3 separate regions of the Sus scrofa genome follow, and all the other regions are linked to region 2. A link is a contact called in public HiChIP or PLAC-seq and promoter capture Hi-C data. All regions are on one chromosome and are shown on one strand. The core of a region is the stretch at or near the end of the contact, and the rest is flanking DNA. Distances in the headings are between cores, read along the strand shown. Region 1 holds the start of DDX42 (ATP-dependent RNA helicase DDX42). Region 2 holds the start of DDX5 (probable ATP-dependent RNA helicase DDX5). Region 3 holds the start of FTSJ3 (pre-rRNA processing protein FTSJ3).

Region 1 (4,072 bases), core at 1,195-3,694, 590 kb before region 2:
TCCTGTCGTGGCTCAGTGGAAATGGATCCAACTAGTATCCACGAGGATGTGGGTTTGATCCCTGGCCGGTCAGGGATCCGGTGCTGTCATGAGCTGTGGTGTAGTCAAAGATGCCACTCGGATCCCACATTGCTGTGGCTGTGGCGTAGGCCAGCAGCTGCAGCTCTGATTCGACCCCTAGCTTGGGAACTTCCATGTGCTTGCAACCCATGGATGCTCAAGAAATATTCTTAGAATTGGACAAAATATGGAGTTCCCTGGTGGTGCAGGGGTTAAAGATCCAGCCCAGTCACTGCTGTAACTATGGTTATGACTATGGTGAGGGTTCAATTACTGGCCTGGGAACTTCTGCATGCTATGGGAGTGGCCAAAAAAACCAAAAAACAACAACAACAAAAAACTGGACAAAGTCCATAAATTTTGAAAGGCACAAATGACTTGAGAAATGCCACCAAAGATTGACCAATACTACGTTCTTTCCAATATTTGATCTTTGATGTTAGCACCAGGGGACATTTTACAGGAAAACACAGCTGCCCACTTGACAAAAACCTTAAAGCAGTTTGTGATGTCTCCAAACACCCCTAGTTTCATATCAAAAGTGGAAAAAATGTGAAAGAGTACAGAGACTGCTGGAGTTAGTTTTAGTTTAAAACATCAGCTCTACCATTTGCCAGCCTCATGATCTTAGGCTAATTACTTATGGCCTTGCTCCCACATACAAAAAAGGCTAACCACTCACTGCTTGCCTCACAGAGCTGTAGTGGACATTACAGGAAATATGAGAAGGCACTCAATCCTATCAGTTCCTATTACTTCCTTCTACTGTGCCTTATGAACCCCCTTTAAGGTTTAAAAATAGTTCACTTTTGGAGTTCCCACAGTGGAGCTGAAACGAATCCAACTAGGAACCATGAGGTTTCGGGTTCAATCCCTGGCCTTGCTCAGTGGGGTTAAGGATCCGACATTGCGGTGAGCTGTGGTGTAGGTCGTAGACACAGCTCAGATCTGGCGTGGCTGTGGATGTGGCTGTAGCTTTGATTAGACCCCTAGCCTGGGATCCTCCATATGTCTCAGGTGTGGCGCTAAAAAAAAATAAATAAATAAAAAAAATTCACTTTTATTGTTTCCCTTTCAGATGTCAGTCTTAAACTTTTTCAAATAGTAGCAATAAAGGTTGACACTGCCAAGTTAACCACTGTCTGATCATTTCAAACTAAATTTCCACTTACAATGTGCAGACCACAGAAGCATTTCTAAGATAAATTAGCAGTGTGACAGAGCTCTTTCAAGGTTATTCAGGTTACGATGATCCAAACCCATTTGTGCCTTTGCTTTCCCCCTCAGAAGACTCTTTGCTGCACCTGTCAACTCATTTCTCAAATGCACAACTCCTTCCTTGCCTGAGGGGCAGTCCTGAGACTCCTGGGGCAGGGAACACCAACACTAACAAGTCTGGTTTGATTTCTTCTGCTAGCTCACTTGGCAAGCTCAGTGACTGGGTCTGGACTTAAAAATGAAAGACGAATACAAGAATCGTTCCTTGCTGACATTTTAGATTAAGCCTTTCTGACAACGGCCGGACAATGCGGCTTCTCGAGATCATTGAGATGGTCCCCTCTCTCCTTACATACGTTGGATAAAAACATGTCTTACGCTAGAAACCTTTAGAGAAGACTGATCACAGAGGTTGCTGCTTCTGCTAAACCCTCCGGATCAAGTCTTTGCCCAGCAAGGAGAATCATCACTTCTATGCTCCATTTTTCCTGCTGCACACTGAGGGCTTCCTCTAACTTTGCCCTGCGGGTTGCATTTGCTTGCAGTTCTAGGAGTTCCCAAAAAACATTAAAGTCACTCCCAAGCCAAGAAAAATCCCCAAGAGAAAATGGGCCTTGTGGTGGACAAAGTTTGGTTTCTTTTGAGAAAGCAGGGAAAGGCGAGAAGACGCGGGGATTGATGCATGCAGGCTGAACTTAGGGGCTTAGGTGGGAAACTGGACCTGGCAGGGCCACGCAACTCAGCGTCACCGCTGGGCCTGGCCCGGCTCCACCGACTAGCGCGTCACGGCCCGCTTCCTACCTGTACCGAGGGCTAGCCTGGCCCAGCGTCCCTGCTTCTACCCTGCCTGCCTCTCGGCTTGGCCACCGCCTGCAGGGTCACCGCGATTTCACAGCCCCCGACGCCTCTAGGACACAGGCAGACAAGGTAGCTCAGTCACACCGCGCCACTCTTCGCGTAGCCTCCGCCATCCGTTACGTAGAATACGTGCGGCTGGTCCGCGCCTGCGCGCCGCTCGGGGGCGGGACGCAGCCTCTGGGACCCCACGAGACCGCCTCCTTCCCCGCCCAGGAGAAGCAAGGTGGGGCTGCTGGGAGAATTACACAACACCGGCCCCGGCGCCGGAACTGCCCGCGCCTATCCCAGGGCTCTCCTCGAGGGTTCAGACGAGATGTCATCACGCTGAACCCGTGCTCCGGAAGCTAAAATCGCCAGGCTCTACGGGACCACGTGGTCTGAAGCACGAGGAGAAATGTTGGCCAGGTCAAATTTGCAAAGTAGAGCCTAGGGGCTCGACAATCTTATGTATATATGGTTTCCACCCGAGCCTTTTTCTTGGCGGCTCCCTGTACTGCTGCTTTCTGCACTCCTAGACCCACTTCCTAAACGGGCCATGGATCCTCTCAGCCAGGGGCAGTGCCAATCAAAGCGTCTGAGGAGTCTGTGAGGCATTCCGGAGCTTTTAGGTCCGAAGCCCGCAGCGCCTTCCGGGAGCCGTAGACCCAGGCTCCGCCCTTCGGCCCGCGCTCTCTGCACTGCGCATGTCTGGCTTTCGCTCCCCTCCCCCCGTCAGCAACGGGCCGAGAGGCGGCGGCGGCGGCGGCAGCTAAGGGGGCGGAGAGAGAGGAGCGCGGCGGGACCGGGCCTGAACCGCGCGTACTTTGGGCCGTGGGATTCTCTCCGCGTCGGCGGTAATAACAGCTGCCGCTGCAGCCACAGAAGCAGGTTTGTGTGAGGTGGGTCTGGACGCGGGGCCGTAACCCCTTGAGGGCACCGGAGGCAAGTGCGGGGCCTAGTGAGGGCCGGGGAACCGCGGCTTTTCTTAACAAAGAGTCGTCAGAGCCTCCAGGAGCCGGAGGCCCAGGGGGCTGGGAATGCCGGACTGAAGCTTCGAGGGGTCCTTGGGAGCCTCGTCGCTCTCCCGCGACTCCCGCTTTTCCGGCAACTCTTACCGAGGCCCAGTTGGCGGCTTTCCGGAGGCGGTGCTCGCCCTCCCGCCCTGCCAGGGAAGGGGATTTGCAGCGTGCCGGGCTCCGAGAGAGAGATAGCCAAGGGGAGGATTCTGACCCAAGCTGCTAGCAATTGGCAGGCGCTAGTTTCCAAATTGAGGGGCTTCATAGGTAAAAGTTGCCAAATCTGAAGACAGTAAAAGACATAGGGATCTTTGTGTAGCCTTGAGTGTTGAGCATCACCATCGTCACACAAACTTTTTTTCGGCCTACTTAAGAGCGTATCCGATGTGAGTAAATTATTTACATGGAGTTACAAGCATACGCACCGATAACATAAAAACAGTCGCACTAGTCAAGATTTTAGGGGGAGTCATAGCTTACCACCTTAGTGGAAGCATTCTGGCTCTCCTTTGGGCAGTCATTTAAATTCGCCTGGCTTCCCATATATACTGTTTTTTTGTAAATGATCTTTATATGTCTATTTTTCCGTGTATATGCACCCTCGAGCTCATAAAGGGCGGAAATTATGTTTTGGTTCATTTTAACCTTCTAGAGCTAAGCCCAGTGGAAAGTGGTCAGTCAGTCTTTCCTACTAAAATTTTTTAAGATTTTCAGCGTCGAAAAAAATGTTATGTTGTATTTTCGTGTACCTGGAACAGGAATCATATGTCCTAATATGGAGTTCATTCATCCAAGAAATATTTTTGGGGATACCTTCTGTGTGCCTGTCCCTGTCCTAGGTCTGTGACCCCAGCTCTCATGAAACTTAATTTCCAGTAGGGAGTAAGAGAAACAGAAAACAAATATATAAATTATATTGTTTGTTAGAAAATATTAATGCC
Region 2 (3,781 bases), core at 871-3,370:
TCCCCAGGGTTTCCAAACTTCTTTCCAGATAAGGGCCCTGCCCTACTTCCTCCAAATCGAGGCGCACCAAACCTGAAATTAAAAAGTCACATCTTCGAACACGTACAGACATATTAACCACCCCTTGGCACATGCTAAATATCAAAGACTTCCAGGTGGAACAGACGGTCATTCTCTCAAAAGCCACAATTAGCACCGCATCCTTTTCATTTCCCGTTGTACCAAGTACACGCCATTGAACCCAAATCATCAGCCCGGGATTTCACAGGTCGGAAAGTGGCTGCCCGAATGCCAGAAGTTCAGATTACAAGGAGCGTCAATAGTTGGGGCTACTAATCTCTCCCATGAACTTAAAAACTAAATATCTGAGAGAAAGACAAGAAAGGATAAGCCTAACAGCGATGTTATCTACCAGCTGTTCTCAAGCAAAGGAGCTTTGATTTTAATAGATAACGGAACAGCACACAGAGCAGAAAAAGGTGGGTTATCTCGCGGACACTTACGCAAGCCGAATGACTTGGAGAGATGCCCCAGAAAGGACCGCGATCAAGGTAGCAAAATTATATAAACGTAAGGAAAAAGAAAAGGAGGCGTTGGAGACTACCGGGGGAGGAGTCCCTGCCGGGCGGAGTCGGCCGGGCGGCGTTCCCGCTGGGGCGGCGCTTCCCCCTTTGTCTCGCATTTCTCTCTGCGCCACATTTTCTCGACGCTGCCATTTTGAGCTCCTCCGCCGGGCGGGGTAACAAAGGCGCCGCCGCCATGTCCGATGCCGGCATTTTGTACCCGCGGCTCAGCCACATGGCCGATTCCCGCGGTGCCGGTCACCGTCCTGCCCCCGCCGCAATAACGGCATCGGAGACGGCCCCCTCGCCACCCACAAAATTCCTGGGGCCCCCAAAACACCTTCCGAAAGGTTGCACCTAACAGCAGCGATTTCGTCCGCCTCGAAGCGCTGCGCTCCCCTCCCTTCGAAATACGCTCCTTGGAATTCTCCCAAGAGCTGATAAATCATCGAGGCCGCGATGCCCCATCCCAGACAAAAGAAGAGATCTCGAGAACCATTAACATGAAACTCCCAGGCAGTTTCAAAAATATCAAAATGGCGCAAGCCTTTGAGGGACGAGGCCCAAACATAGGCTGAGGAAGCCGAATTCCCGTCGCCACCCCGCCCCCCCGCATCGGCATCCCATCCCCCACCCACAGGGCCTGACAGGTCAGTTCCCACACTCACCCTCGATCCCGGCCGCGGTCTCGGTCACTTGAATAACTCGACATGGCGTCAATGGTTGCGGTTGGCGGGAAACAAAGCACAGAGAATCGGGTGCGACAAGTCGCTGGAGGTGGCTTCGACGACGGCGAAGCCTTGCGGGGGCGGCAGCGGCGGAGGGACGGCGATGACAGGAGCCCAAGCTGCCCGACAAGAGACCGGTGGAAATGAATGAGGTGCCGGCCGCGTCCCGGCAGCCGGTTTTATAGCCTGGACCGCCTCCTCCGCCGCAGAGAACGCTGGGAGCTGCTCTATGACCTAATCACCCCGCCCCTGCGCCGAGGCCGCACCGCCCGCGGGCGTTCCGAAATCCGCCATGTTCTCGCCCCTCCTTCTCCTCCCCCCACCCAAACCATCCCTCCCGTTTTTCACTCCTTTCAAGGGTGGGTCCATCCACCCACTACTGGGAAGCCTCAGTTTTTACTCTCTTGACTTCACCTTTTCCTTGTCTTCCACACTTCAAGGAAGTCGCCCCGCCCTTTTTCAGGTCCAGCACGAACAATGAAATGGCCCACCCAGACCAAGCCACTTGGTTCTCTTGGAAATGTTTACGTCTCCAAAGGGCCCTCACGCCCACAACCCGGCGAGACGGGTAGGCGGAGCCTGACATTGTCACGTGACTCCCCCCCCGCCCACCGGGTGAGCGGGCCGCACTACTTTTCCAGATGGCGTCGGCGGAGGAGTACAAAACGAAATCGCTCGCCGGAAGTGCAGTGCTATTGCCCGGGGAGACCGGCCAGGTCGGCTGGTTGACCCGCGGGGCTGTTAAACCCACCCACCTGAGAACTCCTTAGCGGGATCTGGTCGGCGGAGAATGGTATTTAGAGCTCGCAAACCGCCGCCCCAGCGCGTGCTGCGAAAGGAAGTGGTCCTGTGGTGACCAATCAGCAACGAGAAGCGGTTTTAACGTCCCTCCCTTTTTAATCCCTCCTTCCCGGCACTTTCGTTTGCTTCCCCCTCCTGTCAGCACTGGGTCTGCGGCGTGCGGCCCTCCCTGAGCTCCGTCCCGCGCGCACCGGGCCAAGAGTCCGACAGCGGCCTGCCTTCTCGACATGGCCGGCTCAGAGGCTGGTGAGTCTCGGCCTGTCGCTCCGGTGTGTGTGGACGAAGTCGTCCTCTCTAAATCCCCTAACGTCCCTGCCACTTTTACCTTGAGGCCTCGGGCGGGTTTGGGCGGCCGGCGGGGCTGGTGACACCCCGTGATAGTTGGCGGGCTCTCTGGGTAGGGTCTCATCCCCGCTCCCTGGCTCTTTCCGGGTTGTGGGGTGCGGTTTTGGGGGTGGGTTAGAAGGGCCCTTGCGGTGAGGCCCGTAGCGCACGCAACCTGGCTGCGAAAAGGGCAGTCGCGTAGCTTCCCCGGACTCGTATTTTTCTGGGGAATCCACCCACTCACTGTGCCTGCAGTTCTTGCATTGCGAGGACTGAGGTAGCTAGTACCTGCATCTTTATTTGAACATTGGAGGACCGGCCCTCTTTAAGATCTGTTGATGCCCCCGGCCAATAGCAGAACCGTGGTGGACTTCACTCTTCTGTGATCTCTAGACTCATTCGCTTTGTCTAGTACCGCTTTTGAAAGGCGAATTGATTTGGTTGTCTAGGACGCTTTCATCCTTTTCTCCAAGACAGCGTTCAAACCTGTTGTCATGGTTTGGTCAGCTGTGAGTACTGAACTTTGGGAGAGGGAGATAACATGCCTTGAAGACGCTTTCACACGGAAACTCGCACTTGTTTCTAGAACATACTTAAGAGAACGCACACAGAATAAAAGAACGTTCCCGTCAATTGCAAATTGTTTCAGGTTTTTCTAAGTTTCCTTTGGCCGACAAACTCTTGAAATAACTTTGCTCATCTTATCAGTATCTAGGGTAGGGAGGGTGACAGCAGGAAACTTCAGCAGTATTGGTAATGTGCTAATTTTGAATGTAGAGACGTTTTTGTGTATTTACCATATTTCTTTTCATGTGCACAAAATATAATTTAAAAAATTAAAAACTGCAGTAGTGTTGGTGTCATTACTCCAGTTCTTAACAGCCTCAGTTAATCACCACTTATTTGGGCACCAGAGAAATTCCAACTTGGGCAAGATAATTGGGTAACATCATGACTAATGCTATTGGGATTTTGAAGCAACATCTATTAATTAGTTTCTGGTGACCTTTCGTATATGAGATAATGTTCCTGACTTCTTGTAAATATATTTTAAATAAAAATCTACGTATAGCTTCTAAAATAAGGTGTAGAGTAATTTGAGATTTTAGTTTGGAACAGTAAAAATTGAGTTTGCATCATAGTTTTGTGGGTTTTTTGTTTGCCTTTTTTTTTTTTTTTTGCTTTTTAGAGCTGCACCTGTAGCTTATTGACATTCCCTGGTAGGGGTCAAATCAGAGCAGCAGCTGCTGGCCTACACCACAGCCACAGCAACACAGCATCTGAGCCTCATCCCCAACCTATACCACAGCTCAGGGCAATGCTGGATCCTTAATCCATTGAGTGAGGCCAGGAATTGAACCCAGG
Region 3 (4,153 bases), core at 1,437-3,936, 530 kb before region 2:
CTGTTATGGCAACAGAAATGGCTAAGAACAAAAACAAAAAAAGGAGTTCCCGTTGTGGCTCAGCGGTAACAAACCCAACTAGTATCCATGAGGATGGGGGTTCGATCCCTGGCCTCACTCAGTGGGTTAAGGATCCAGCATCTCTGTGAGCTGAGGCCTAGGTTGCAGACAGGCTCAGATCTGAGTTGCTGTGGCTGTGCTGTAGTCCAGCAGCCGTAGCTCCGATTCGACCCTTAGCCTGGAACCTCCCATGTGCCGCGGGTGCAGCCCTAAAGACCAAAAAAATAAAATAAAGAAAGGGCTACAAATGGAGTTCGTGGTTCAGCCATTTGTCCACCCAGTCATTTGTTGAGTGTCCACCAGGGGCCAAATCCTATGCCAAGCAGGGGATACAATGATAAACAAAAGCAACATCTGTTCTCATGGAGTTTAGAGGCCACCAGTGAACCTGCCGGAAAGAATTTCACTGAATTCTCTGCACTTCCGCCAACCCCAAACACATCTTTCCAGAATAACGGCTTGGTGGACGTGATGTATTACCTGTTTTGTCCTGTGCAAGCACTGCTCAAGGCATGGTAAACAGGAAAAGCATGCCTTCAGAGGATCAGGGTAGGCTTGGATCTGATCCCTGGCCTGAGAACTTCCATATGCCGCAGATGCAGCCAAAAAAAAAAAAAAAAAAAAAAGAGAGAGAGAAAAGAGAAATCTCCATTACCTGCCTACAACGTTCTGTTGTGATATCCTCCTGGAGAGTCACCACATTGGGAAGAGGCTTGATTGGAACCAAGTCCACACCTGGAAGAAATCAGGGTGGAGTGTTCCCAAAGGTTGCCTTAAACAGGAGGAAGGGAATGCCGAACACAGCATGTCACACTCGCCATCCCCGAAACGCTTAAAAGAACTGTCACTCACCCACAATAAGGCTGGAGACAGGCATAAACTTGGCAGCCACCTGCAGCCTATAAAAAAGAAGTAAACACTGAAATAATTACCCTGGCTTGTCCCTTTCCCGCCGTCTCTGGCTCTCATCCCCAGTATTAGGAGCCCCTGCCGACTGCAGTGGCCAAACATATCTCATACATAACTTCCAAATATTTTTCCCTGAAATTTGTTTCGGAAGTAGAAAAATTTCAGATTGTTAGTCCTGTATCTCTCCTGCCCACAGTTAAACTCAGTCATCCATGGCGGGAATGCAGAAAGCTGCCACAAGAAGCAACAGGTGCCAGATATTACGCACCATCCACCTGGTGCAGCGCACAGGTCTAGCAAGGCTCGGGCTTTCTGCAGAAATTGAAAGCGGCGATTCAGCTGGATCAACTTGAAAGCAGAGCGGGAACGGTAACCTAGAAACAATGAAAAAAGAATAAAGTCCGCGAAAGCGCTTTCCCAGCGGGATTACGGTGGCCTCACAACCCACCACCTCTTCTGTGGAAGAGAAACCCAATGTTCGGGAAGGAGGCGAACAGGCAAAGATCGGTGGCTCTCTTGCTCTCAGACTGCGTAAACCATGACTCACCGGTCTCTTTCGCCAGGTGATAGAACTTGTCCCGCCGGCTCTTCCCTACTTTGCCCTTCTTGCCCATAGTGGAACTGGGGAGTGCCACTCAATCTGGAGAGAAAGCAGAAATCAGGACGTCTCCGCCCAGAATACTAGATTACGCTCTCCGCTCCCCACTCGTCTTCTCAAAGACACTCCGCACTCCGCTCCTAACACCACCCAGCTCCGTTTTCACTACCCCAGCAGCGGCACGTGTAAGCAGCAAACGTATTTCCGCTTCCGTGTGCGTCGGCTGCGTCCGCGGATCCAAGTTTTCCGCCATTTTGAGCGTGGCCACAAATTTTTCTTTAAGCTCTGTGTCCAGGTTTATAAACTAGATGTTTGCACCCGGAAGTAATATTACTTTAACCAAAACCTAGTTTCTTCGGAATAACATTTAGGAGCTCTGCGTCCTCTTTATCCCCTTCCAAAGCTCCTGACCTCGCGTGGCCCCGCCGCTTCAGGGCCCCTGTTATTTGCTTTGTTTGGGCGCACACCCCGCCCATTGACCCGGAACTGTTCTCTGCCCGGGAGTTCGGTCCCCCAAGCCCCGCTTCCGCGCCTGCGCACCAAAGCGGCTCTGATGCCGGGGGCCTCCGCGGAAGAGGGAAGATGGCGCTTGACGGGCCTGAGCAGGTATGGCGGCGGCTGCCGCGGCCAGACGGGGATCAGGGCTGGATGCGGAGCAGGTGTGATCCGAGGTGGGCAGCCGTCTGGGGCAAGAGCGTTGAGGCAATCAGGTGTGGATGGACCAATCCGGACCGGGCCCTGCCTGGGAACGGATCTGCTGTGTCAGCGCCTCCCCCGGCGGGTCAGGGCAGGGCCGGGAATGGAAGACCCGGTGGAAGCGGGATGAGTGAGCGAGTCGCCCGAGTCAGGGAACCCGTCCTTCTTGCTGGCTCCTCCTGTAGTAATGACCCTTCGGGTTTGTATGCCGTTGCCTTGTGTGTTCTCTCTTGCTCCTCCTGAAAGTCTTAAGGGGTGGACTTTTTTTCCCCTCTTTCTGTTTCCCCTCTTCTGTCACTGGGACACGAAGGGTTTTGAAGAGATGGAGTGAGGGATTAGAACCCAAGTCTTAGTCTCTGAAGTCCAAGCTGGAAGTAGCTTTATCCCTTGGGTGTTTAACCTGTTGTTTAATAATTAAACTGTCTTCAGATGGAGCTGGAAGAGGGGAAGGCAGGCAGTGGACTCCGCCAGTATTATCTGTCCAAGATTGAAGAACTCCAGGTAAGAGGTCCTGAGGGAGCTGGAAGGGCTTCGGTGAAGGATCGATGGAGCCGATTTCTAGAAAGCCGTATGATTCCACTGGGGCGCAGTGGAAGAAGCAAGAAGCCAAGGGTATGAATTATATCAAGTTAACAGTTTCTTCCTCAAGTCCCACCCTTTTGAAGATCATTAATATTCACAGTTTGTTACATATTTTCAGGAGTCAAATTTTCACATAAAAGTTAGCCCCGGCCAAAAATCATTCCTTTCAGAGGAAGCCTGAATGGTAGTTTCTTATAAAAGGGAAGATGTAGGTTCAGAAGATGGGATTTATTAGAGAGGGGTTGGGGCAGAGTGAGAGTGAGGGAAGACAAAATTGAGGAGTCTGAACAATGCTGGTTCCAGGGGGCCAAATGAAAAGGAACTAGCAACCCAGTATTACAGCCTAAAGAGGGAGCCAGATCATAGAAATGAGGAAAATATTGCAAATTAGATGGAGAGCCACAAGGAAAAATTCTCACTTCCAGGTACATTTGCAGGTTTCATATTTGGGTGGTCATTTTTGAAATGCTTTACCTGTGCTGCTTTCATTTGTTCCTCAAATTAACCCCGAAAAGAGGCCAGTAGGTGCACCACTTGCAGTTTGGTGAGAGATCTAGACCTTTTAAGTGGTTTTCATTAGCTTTACTCAGCTATTAACAGCCAGCAGTGGGGCTAGAACTTAGGCTTCTGACTCAAAGTTATCTTCTCTCTCTACCATGTTACTGCCCTGCAAGACACAGTGTAAGCCAGCTGTTGCCTCTTCTCCATTAGGGTTTGCTATTCCTGGACCAGTGTTAGACAAGAAGCTTTTTCCCTGTGGTTGTCCTACACTCCTGAGGAACTCTTGGATCACATTAGAGAATCTGAAATAACATGCGGGTGCCCAGTGCTCTTTCCTCACTCTGCTCCCATCAGCCTGTGAGGGTCATAACCTCCTACCACTGTCTGCCCTTTGCCTCTTGTCCTCCACAGCTGATTGTGAATGACAAGAGCCAGAATCTCCGCAGGCTGCAAGCACAGAGGAATGAGCTTAATGCAAAAGGTGAGGGGGAAGGATGGGAAGGCTGCACGCAGGCAGTGTGAGGTCCTCACACGGGTGCCTGTCGCTTTCTCATAGTTGTTCACGTGCACATCTCTCAAGCTCCCTTGTAACCTCCTTTAAAGATATGAATTTCGACTTGTAAAAAAAAAGTCTTATTCTAGTTGATTCACAGTGTTACTTCTGCTGTGCGGTAGTGTTGCAATTACACACATATATGTTCTTTTTCACATTCTTTTTGTTACGGTTTATTACAGGGTGTTGAACATAGTTCCTTGTGCTATGCAGTAGGACCTGTTTTGACTTTCTTTTTGAAACCTTCCTTTCAA

What was found. Promoter capture Hi-C pulls out the DNA fragments that hold promoters and counts their contacts. HiChIP or PLAC-seq counts read pairs in DNA pulled down with a chosen protein or histone mark.
Region 1: a contact with region 2 is called in a promoter capture Hi-C map of liver, with 4 times the contacts expected there. The contact joins the promoter of DDX42 here to the promoter of DDX5 in region 2. A contact is called at or near these places in 1 of 5 promoter capture datasets (liver), 1 of 47 Hi-C or Micro-C datasets (embryonic fibroblasts) and 1 of 2 datasets of contacts at active chromatin or transcription factors (alveolar macrophages).
Region 3: an H3K27ac HiChIP or PLAC-seq map of skeletal muscle shows a contact between it and region 2, with 2.9 times the contacts expected there. The contact joins the promoter of FTSJ3 here to the promoter of DDX5 in region 2. A contact is called at or near these places in 1 of 5 promoter capture datasets (liver), 2 of 47 Hi-C or Micro-C datasets (heart right ventricle and skeletal muscle) and 2 of 2 datasets of contacts at active chromatin or transcription factors (alveolar macrophages and skeletal muscle).

What each region holds. Positions count from the first base shown.
Region 1 is chr12:15,163,629-15,167,700 of Sscrofa11.1, reverse strand. DDX42 (ATP-dependent RNA helicase DDX42) reads left to right here and starts at 2,444. Exons shown (of 19, transcript XM_021066770.1): 1 at 2,444-3,003. It overlaps CCDC47 (coiled-coil domain-containing protein 47), which reads right to left and starts at 2,433. Exons shown (of 13, transcript XM_021066772.1): 1 at 2,080-2,433.
Region 2 is chr12:14,570,051-14,573,831 of Sscrofa11.1, reverse strand. DDX5 (probable ATP-dependent RNA helicase DDX5) reads right to left here and starts at 2,120. Exons shown (of 14, transcript XM_021066761.1): 1 at 2,047-2,120; 2 at 1,232-1,410; 3 at 1-72. The coding sequence starts at 1,275. CEP95 (centrosomal protein of 95 kDa) reads left to right here and starts at 2,181. Exons shown (of 19, transcript XM_021066757.1): 1 at 2,181-2,338. The coding sequence starts at 2,320.
Region 3 is chr12:15,104,175-15,108,327 of Sscrofa11.1, reverse strand. It overlaps FTSJ3 (pre-rRNA processing protein FTSJ3), which reads right to left and starts at 2,686. Exons shown (of 20, transcript XM_013980850.2): 1 at 1,517-2,686; 2 at 1,238-1,343; 3 at 913-959; 4 at 716-795. The coding sequence starts at 1,583. PSMC5 (proteasome 26S subunit, ATPase 5) reads left to right here and starts at 2,002. Exons shown (of 12, transcript NM_213983.1): 1 at 2,002-2,173; 2 at 2,693-2,764; 3 at 3,758-3,827. The coding sequence starts at 2,150.